Regions from separate parts of the Mus musculus genome. Here all the other regions are linked to region 1. The links are chromatin contacts, called in public Hi-C and promoter capture Hi-C maps. All regions are on one chromosome and are shown on one strand. The core of a region is the stretch at or near the end of the contact, and the rest is flanking DNA. Distances in the headings are between cores, read along the strand shown.

Evidence for each region. Promoter capture Hi-C pulls out the DNA fragments that hold promoters and counts their contacts. Hi-C and Micro-C count contacts between places; a contact is called where the count stands out from the background.
Region 2: a promoter capture Hi-C map of embryonic stem cells shows a contact between it and region 1, with 2.6 times the contacts expected there. The contact joins the enhancer-like site here to the promoter of Ccdc150 in region 1. A contact is called at or near these places in 8 of 39 promoter capture datasets (the 3T3-L1 cell line, 3T3-L1-derived adipocytes, embryonic stem cells and 3 more), 1 of 484 Hi-C or Micro-C datasets (uterus) and 2 of 9 other capture datasets (adipose tissue and liver).
Region 3: a Hi-C map of rod photoreceptor shows a contact between it and region 1, with 3 times the contacts expected there. The contact joins the promoter of Gtf3c3 here to the promoter of Ccdc150 in region 1. A contact is called at or near these places in 1 of 39 promoter capture datasets (hematopoietic stem and progenitor cells), 1 of 484 Hi-C or Micro-C datasets (rod photoreceptor), 1 of 115 datasets of contacts at active chromatin or transcription factors (astrocytes) and 1 of 9 other capture datasets (liver).

The regions. Positions count from the first base shown.
Region 1 is chr1:54,249,118-54,252,159 of GRCm38.p6, reverse strand. It overlaps Ccdc150 (coiled-coil domain containing 150), which reads right to left and starts at 1,477. Exons shown (of 28, transcript NM_030025.2): 1 at 1,275-1,477. The coding sequence starts at 1,331. Gm51622 (a long non-coding RNA gene) reads left to right here and starts at 1,547. Exons shown (of 3, transcript XR_003947818.1): 1 at 1,547-1,871. Gm25829 (a small nuclear RNA gene) reads left to right here and starts at 2,952; the gene lies at 2,952-3,042.
Region 2 is chr1:54,051,363-54,054,404 of GRCm38.p6, reverse strand. The region is part of intron 1 of Hecw2 (HECT, C2 and WW domain containing E3 ubiquitin protein ligase 2); the gene reads left to right. Among named protein-coding and RNA genes, the nearest start is that of Hecw2, 140 kb to the left of the region's middle. Within about 2 kb of position 1,399, at least 5 of the 459 cell types and tissues checked have an H3K27ac peak or open chromatin away from gene starts, as enhancers often do. A contact at or near this core is called in embryonic stem cells, where this site is marked.
Region 3 is chr1:54,437,453-54,440,494 of GRCm38.p6, reverse strand. Gtf3c3 (general transcription factor IIIC, polypeptide 3) reads left to right here and starts at 1,469. Exons shown (of 18, transcript NM_001033194.3): 1 at 1,469-1,682; 2 at 2,552-2,663. The coding sequence starts at 1,581.

The DNA of each region.
Region 1 (3,042 bases), core at 228-2,727:
TGGCTGGTGTCAGAACCAGAAAAAGGGAGAAAGGAGGCAGCAAAAGAAAAAAGCTGCCTTTCTGGGATCTCAAAAAACACACAAGCTTACCAGGAAGGGTCTGCTAAGGAAGGAATACATAAATGCATCTCATTACGGTTTATTTATTTACTTATTTTAGGTTTGAGGCAGGGTCTTGTGTAGCTCAAGCTTCCCTCAAACTCGATGTGAGGATGACTTTAAACTTCTCCTCAGGTCTCTACCTCCCAAGGCTAGAATTACAGGCACACACTACCAAATGGTCTTGGCAGGCACTCCGCTGTGCAATAACCCAGGTTCCTCCCATCTTAGGTCTTGTATGTTCCTTTCTACCTTCTGGCTTCAGTTCTCTCTCTTCAGATGACAAAATAGAATTTAGTCCTATGCAGGTGAAGTGCCTGCTTGTCTTCATCAAACCATGGACCAAGTCGTGTGCAAAAGGGGTTATTGGCATTAATCGTACTATGGCATTTGTAGCATAGACTGAGAGACACCACATTTGTATTCATGTCTCTAAAGGGTTTCTAGATATCTGCTGTCAGCATCAGAATGGATCTTACTGTCGCGGAGCATGCAATTTCTGTCGGAGGAAGGAAACGGGTGTGTGTTATGTCCCAAATGGTGCCTGGAAAGCAGCTAGTTTAAAATAGCCCTTTATTTGTCCCTGTGTATAATTCCCTAGCACGGGGGAAGTCCACAAACCAACCAACCAACCAACCAACAAAACCCCAAGAATCTGTGTTTGACCCACGTTGATTCACGTAGGGTTACAATCCTTTTGTTGGTGTTGTTGAGCCTAGCATAGTATCTTGGCTGTTGTGGGTGCCAAACACGACAATACTTAACAAACATCTATCTCCGCTCAAGCAAGAAACAGTGTACAAATACAAATGGAGACGCCTCACGTCCAGGAAGCAAACCAGGGAGGATAACAAGTGGCAGAAAACCATGCCTTAATGTTGAAAAAGCCTTCGCCAGGAACCTTCAACTAACTGTATACCTAAATGGGGAACAGCAACTAAAGTAGAGGTCTCAGCGGCTGGCCACCCTTCTGCAGCTGTGGTCCAACCAAGGCCAACTTAACCTGGCTTGTTTTCACAGCCAGGCAGGGTGCTGAAGCAAGGTAAACCGAGGCTCTAGAGGTCTCCAGGGCCGGACTGGACTCGGGCTGGGAGGGAAAGGAACCTTGTTCTGAGGCGTGGTCTCTCCCCCTAAGCCGCCCACCTCAGTTTCCTGTGTGGGCCCGGCAGCCTCACCCCTGATTCATCCAACAGCCCGTAGCTCGGTCCTCCAGGCAGCAAGTTTGTTTCCATGGAACTAAAACAGCTCTTTAAACCAACCCGCTCGCCAGCAGGGTTGCTCCGGCACGCAGGCGCACCCGAGGTGAGGCATGCCGGGAAGTGTAGTTTTCCCGGCCCAGCAGGGCCCTCCACTTGGGGAGGGACCCTGGCCGGAATCCCTCAGTGCTCCGGGAAACGCGAGACCACGTGACCCGGATGACGCCAAACTCCATTGTGTTTCCAGCAGAGCACGCTGGGAAACGTAGTTGCTGCCCTCTCCTCGATTGGGTCGGCTTTGCCCTAATTACTAGGCGCACCCTGCAGGAAGCAAGAAGAGGCCAAGATCAGATGTTTTCAGTTGTTGGAGAACCAGAGGACCAAATAACGTATGAACTATGAGAAACTAACAAATATTTTGTTAATGAACACAAGAATGTAAAAAAAATCAGCTCGTTCTTGTCAAAAGAATCCACTCGGTCCTCTTTCATAACGATCAGGTAGAGAGTAAGCCACGCAGACGCTACTCTCTAGTCTTCTGTCTCTTCAGCGTAGATTTTGATTCCTTGTTGACAGGTAAACGAAGCCGGTGGAAAGGGAGGAAGGAAGGGAAAGAAGGGAAAAGCCGGGGAAGGAGAAAAAAGGTGTCATGTTTTTCAGTTTTGCCTTAAAAGTGTTTACACTTCGTGAAAACCCTCCTATAGTTAAGAACGTGGTATTCAACTTCACCTGAGTTTCAGGACACAGGACCAAATGATTGGTACCCCACACAGGGCAATCAAAGCTCTTCCTTCTGGCTGAGGGAATAAACCTGATAAACCTAGTCTGAGAGTTGAGTCTGAGAGTTGTCACTTCGCAGGTGTCTTGACAGAAATGCTATTCTGATTCTTTTGGTGACTGGGGCCTCCTGAGCAGGGGGGAGGATACCTGCCCATTGAGCCACAGCTGTTAAGACATTCATAAGACTGTGAATGACCCATGAAAAGAAATGCCTTTGTTCAAAAACAACTTTAAACATAAAAATGAAAACGCATTAGTGCAAAAAAAAAAAAAAAAAAAAAAAAAGCTGGTAATTTTCAGTGTATATATGATTTCACTTCCATTCAACAAGATTTTTCTGTAGAACAGATGAAGGACACATGTATGCACTCCCCAGAAAAGCCTCAGGCTTTGGTGAGATGAGAAAATTCACAAGCTCACGTCTCCCGATTAGGCAGTAGTCAGAGAGTTAAACTGAATTAAGTCGGTGCCTTTCACTTCTTGTGTCCATCACCTGGCAAGTAAGAATTTAGGTCAAACAATTGCAAAGTTGGAGAAATGGATTTAAAATTTTCAATATTGATAATAAATTTATCAGCTAGAGATTCGGTTTCTCTTTAATTGAAAATTCATCACATTCAACATCTAATTTTGTGGTTGGTTTGGGTGGATATTTTTGTTTATTTGTTTGTTGGGTTTTTACTTTTTGAGAGTCATGTTAATATAGTCTAGGTTGGCCTTGAACTCAAGAAAATTCTCCTGTTTCAACCTCCTGAATGATAGTTTCAAACATATATTGCCATACTCTGCTTCTAATGTTGTCTTTGAAGAGACTAGACACACTTTATTTTTTTTGATCTCCCTCCAAATTTTCAACTAATTTTAAAATGTTGACTTGTGCTCGCTTCGGCAGCACATATACTAAAATTGGAACGATACAGAGAAGATTAGCATGGCCCCTGCGCAAGGATGACACGCAAATTCGTGA
Region 2 (3,042 bases), core at 150-2,649, 200 kb after region 1:
AAAGACATCAGTACAAATAAGTCTCCAGTTGCTAATTCCCAAGATCAGGGTGCTATAGTCACAAAATACTGAAATATTGGTTTATATTAAACAACAGAAAGGACACTGTGTATTAAAACTCTATGTTAAGTCAAATATTCTGGTACATCTTTTGCAAATCCCAGTGAACTACATGATCATAGAAACGTGATGTTTGGGCCCCACTCCGTGATCTGTATGATGATCTGTAGATGTGGGTTGGAGGCTAGATGGCAGTAGTATACCATACTGTCTGTTGTCATGTCTAGGTGAAGATACCTTCCATGAATATTTTCTTTGTCCTCAGCCTAATTCCCAGGGGGAAATGTTCCCTATACCTATTTTAAGCTCACTATTTCCTCTAGTTTTCTTCCATGCCCTTCTCTGGCTGAGCACCATATTTTGAAAGTCAACTCTATTCCCATCCTTCTTGGCATGAGAGACAGACCTTAGTTTCTTAGTTTATGGCAGGCTGTCTTAGTCATTGTTTTATTGCAATAAAGACACCATGTTTCCAGCAACTTTTTAAAGGAGAAAACATTTAACTGGGAGCTTGATTACAGTTTCAGAGGCCAGTGACTTACTTCCTCCAACAAGGCAATACCTCCTAATCCTTCTAATCCTATCAAATAGTTCTACTTCTGGTGACTAAGCATTTAAATATATGAGTATATAGGGGCTATTCTTATTCAAGCTATTGTATTCTACTCCCTGGCTTCTAAAGACTTATAGCCACATCACAATGCAAAATGCATTTAGTCTAATTTCAAAAGTCCCCAATCTATTACAGTCTCAATGTGGTTTAAAAGTCTAAAGTTCAAAGTCTCTTCTTAGACTCTTGGTAATTTTTTACTGTAATCCCCTTTAAAAATCAAAATAAATAAACATACTTCCACCATGCAATGGCACAGAATTCTAAAGGGGGCAAAGGAGAGCACAGTGAAGAAAGCAAAGCAAAAGAAGACCAAAAACCAGCCAGGCAAACTTCAAACCCTGCATCTCCATGTCTGATGTCAAAGCAGTCTTCAGATCTCCAACTTCTTTCAGCTGTGTTGACTACAGCACAATTTTTTTTTTTTTAAAGTTGGCTCCACATGCCTTTTGCAACTTCCCTTAACAGGTATCCCACAACTCTGACATTTCCAACATCTTGGGTCTCCAACAAAATCCAGGCTTTTTCTTCACTGCTTCACACAGTGTCCTATATGGGCTTACAGGCATGTTCCTGACACATGCCTAGCCTGACCATCTTTCTTTTAACTATTGAGAGAGATTTCACAACTCCCTTCTTGCATCTTTGACTCTAAAGCCACAAGCATGTGGCCAAAGCTGCCAAGCTCTGTGCTTCAGGGGAGTGGAACTTGGCCCCCTCTTCAATTACATCTGCATCCTCATTCTGTTGTTAATGGTTTCCTTCACCACTTAAGCTTTCCTTTAAATCCTTTTCACAAATTGTAAACTGGGTTGGGTCTTGCCCTGAGACAGCACTCACTCCCTCATTCCATTTAGCACCAGGATTTTCTTTAAACATTTTATCCTCTTGAGCATTGGACCTGGAACCATTACACTTCCAGTTGCTCCTTTTCTTCCAAAACTGTACATTTTATGTTTCTCCTTACCCCACTTGTTCCTTTTCTTTATAGATCTACCCAACAGTGTCTGCTGATAACCACACAATAATAACACTTCACTACTGTGTTGTCTTGAAATCTCCTCTGCCAACACTGTTAATTTGAAAGTCCCAGGCAAACTTTTAGAACAAGGTTTTAAAAAAGCAGCCCGATTCTTTGCCAAAATATCAGAAGAATATTCTTTAGCCCGTTTACTAATATTGTTCCCCTCAGAAACCTCTTGATTTGGGCCCCTACAGTTCAAATCACTCAGCACTATCTTTATATGCTTGCTAAGATGGGCAATTAAGCCCTGCTTAAAACATACAAAAGGCTTTCGACTTGAAAGTCCTAAAGTCTTCTATATTCTTTCTGCAAAAGGCACAGTCTGGTCTAACACAGAAATAAACACCACTCCCTGATAACAACTTCTGTTTTAATCACTGTTATATTTCTGTGAAGAGACACCATGAACAGGCCAACTCTTTTTTGTTGTTGTTGTTGTTTTTTTTGTTGTTGGGAGGGGGTGGTTCAAGACAGGGTTTGTGTAGCCCTGGCTGTCCTGGAACTCACTCTGTAGACCAGGCTGGCCTCAAACTCAGAAATCTGCCTGCCTCTGCCTCCCAAGTGCTGGGATTAAAGGCATGCGCCACCACTGCCTGGTTTAAATAGGCCAACTCTTATAAGAGAAAGCATTTAATTTGGGGCTTTCTTACAGTTTTCAGAGGCATAGTCCATTATCATTGTGGTTGGAAGCATGGCAGCAGGCATGGCTACATCCTGATGTGCAGGCAGAGAATGAGACTGAGTCTGGCATGGGCTTTTGGAAAGCCCACCCCCAGTGGCATACTTCCTCCAGCAAAGCCATGCCTCCTAATTCTTCTAATCCTATCAATCATTTCCACACCCAGGTGACTAAGCATTTAAATAAATGAGCCTCTGGGGACCATTTTTCTTCAAACCACTGCACTGTTTTTATTATTATTATTATTATTATTATTTTTTTTTTTTTTTGGTTTTTCGACACAGGGTTTCTCTGTATAGCCCTGGCTGTCCTGGAACTCACTCTGTAGACCAGGCTGGCCTCGAACTCAGAAATCCGCCTGCCTCTGCCTCCCAAGTGCTGGGATTAAAGGCGTGCGCCACCACGCCCGGCTGTTTTTATTATTTTATTTCATCCTGTCCTCGTGTTTCATATAAATGTGTCTTTATGGTGTATGTATATGCATATGTGTATATGTGTGTGTGTATGGTATATGTGCATGTTTGTATTGTGCAGGTATGTGAATACCTTGTTCTATCTCTTTGCCCTTTTCCTTCCTTCCTTCCTTCCTTCCTTCCTTCCTTCCTTCCTTCCTTCCTTCCTTCCTTCCTCCCTCCCTCCCTCCCTCCCTCCCTCCCTTCCTTCTTCCTT
Region 3 (3,042 bases), core at 220-2,719, 190 kb before region 1:
TCTCAGCAGAGTGTTTTCCTTTCCAGATAGCCATACTCACTTTCTCTTTCCCGCTTTGAGTGAGTCTGGAAACAGACATAGAGTCTTCCGCACAGTTCCCCAACTCCCTGAAGACTTCAGGGGAGTAATCCTCATAGTTGTTTCTGGGGATAACATCAACACACTCCGTCTGCTCATGTATGTTTTCACGCCTGTGTAAGATCCCTCCTCAGGAGAAACGCAGTGACTGAGATAGTTTTCTGCTATCTGGTAGTCCTGCTCTTGCAGGTCTTGACCTCTGATTCTGCAACCCTGCTACAGATCTCCTTAGCTTGGATTATCATAAAGATGATCAAAGATAGACTCTCGTCTTTGGACCCAGGACTATGCTGAGCTCAACTTTGCCCAAAGTTCCAAAGGCTCTTGTAGTTTCATCTAACTTTACTCACAAATGTGTTTTGAATACATGTTATTAGGTTAGTCAGGTTTATAATAATGACACATAAACTAATGTCTTTGATGTTTATAGGTAATGTCTCTAGAAAAAGAAATAGTTATAATACAAGATAAAATGCAAATCACAAGAGCTCCTAGGAGTTGAAAATAATCTCTCTCTCTCTCTCTCTCCCTCTCTCTCTCTCTCTCTCTCTCTCTCACTCACTCACTTTGACCCCTCTCTTCCATCTCTCTCCCCTCAAGTCCCACCTCAAGTCTTTCCACTTCAGGTGTTGCCCTTTTTCATGTTACAAGTGTTCTATTACCCTCCCCACACCTCTCCCTTTTTTTCCTCTCATAGGTTCCTAAGGATTATTTTGAGAGATGTATGTAACAGATATACAGTAGACGCCCTATGGGAAGAGTTAGAATCCCTTTAAAAGTTTGAGAGCAGCCGAGCGTGGTGGGGCACGCCTTTAATCCCAGCACTCGGGAGGCAGAGGCAGGCGGATTTCTGAGTTCGAGGCCAGCCTGGTCTACAAAGTGAGTTCCAGGACAGCCAGGGCTACACAGAGAAACCCTGTCTCGAAAAACAAAAAACAAAACAAAACAACAACAAAAAAGTTTATGAATACTTGGGACATAAAAGTTGATTGACATTAGAGATAGAAACCCAGGCAAACGCTCTGCCACTGTGCTGCATCCCCAGATCAAAAGTCTCCTGTAGAGATGGTTCAGTGGTTAAGAACACTGACTGCTCTTCCGGAGGTCCTAAGTACAATTCCCAGCAACCACATTGTGGCTCACAGCCATCTGTAATGGGATCTGATGCCTTCTTCTGGTGTGTCTGAAGACAGTGTACTCCTATACATAAAATAAGCAAGCAAGCAAACAAACAAACTAATACATACATCTTTAAAAAAAAAAAAGGCTCCTCTAGCTGGTAGTTTAAGGGAGTCTGGCGCTTGAAAGATGCATTTGGACACTCCCTTGCCTGTGGGAAGAGGCCTGGGGCCTAGAGCGCAGGCGGAACCAGAGTGCGCGGCCGCGGCGCAGGCCGGGAAGGTTTCTAGGGCGGACGCTGGTCCGGTCTCTCCTAGGCGTCCTACAGAGCCTGGGAGTGCTGCAGCTTCCCTGGCCCGCTGCGCAGCGTCGGCCCTGCAGACATGTCGGGGTTCAGCCCGGAACTTATCGACTACCTGGAAGGGAAAATCTCCTTTGAAGAGTTCGAAAGGCGGAGAGAAGAGAGAAAAACCCGAGAGAAGAAAGTGAGCCGCTGGGCCCCCGGTGCTCCTCGGTCTTGTTTTCCCCGAAACCGAGTCGTGGGTTGCCCAGGGTGGGCCCGGGATCCAGCAGCTTTCACCTCTTCCAAAATTTCCGATTTTCACTCCCACCCGAGTACTCAGAGCCTCTAAAGACATCTCCCCACCCGAAAGCCAGCCTTGGTGGGCGCTAACCTCCCCCGACCCCCTAATACCTGTTAAGTCGATGAGCCAGACAGGGTGATCTGATTAGTTCTAAACCTATCTTGCAACTAGGTTGTGACGGTGGTGGGAACCAGGCCTTTTGTTTTTGTGGTCTGTATAGGGGTCTTGGGGATCAAACTTCAGGGCCTCCAGCCTGCTGGACAAAGCTCCCCATCGCAAAGCTACATGCACCCCTGGTGCGCCTATTTTTGAGGAGTCTCCGTGTAATTTTTTTTCTTAGACATAAAAGTAAACCTAACTAACCAGATAGTGAGGATATCTGTTACTTTTTCAAATTTTAATAAAGATCTGAACTTTAAATAGTTTCTCATTTGTTTGAAGGCCAAGGGACCAACATAAAGATCTCTTGACCCTTTTGAAGTTAGCTAATGATTTCTTTCTTGACTCATAGACTTCTATGAACCCTATGGTTTATTTAAAGTCTTAGATTGATGACATTAAAATATTTAAAATCATTCCACTTGTATTTGCAAATGACTTACATAAACTAAAGACTTAAGTACATTGGAACACTTTGAAACTATTCAAATTTAGATTCCACGTATCATAGGGGAGGGTCAACTTTTATAAAGATAAGGCAAATGCCCTATTCAAGGCTGAGAGAATTAAATCTGAATTAGTTTTTGGAACTGTTTAATTCCCAATCACAGAGTGTTCAGGAAAAAGGAAAATCATCACCCAAAGAAAACCCAGATGACTCCGAAGTTCCATCCTCATCAGGAATTGACTCTGCCAAATCCCAGGACAAAGACGCCAATGAAGGTATGTTACTGCTGGCTTTAAATGAGCACTTAAGTAAAATGATTTGATAAAAACACTATTTGCTTTTTACTTTTTATTGCTTTTATGTTTATTGTAATAACATTCTATTTTTGTTTGTTGGTTTGTTTTTCATGACAGGCTTTTTCTGTGTAGCCCTGGCTGTCCTGGAACTCACTCTGTAGACCAGGCTGGCCTCGAACTCAGAAATTCTGCCTCTGCCTCCCAAGTGCTGGGATTAAAGGTGTGTGCCACCACTGCCTGGCTCAGTATTCTATTTTTATCACCTGGTTTATCAGTGTTTGCTACAAAGTAGCATAATATTTATTTTTTTAAAAAAAAAATCATTGTACAAGCATAATGGTTGTTTAGGGTTTCTTTA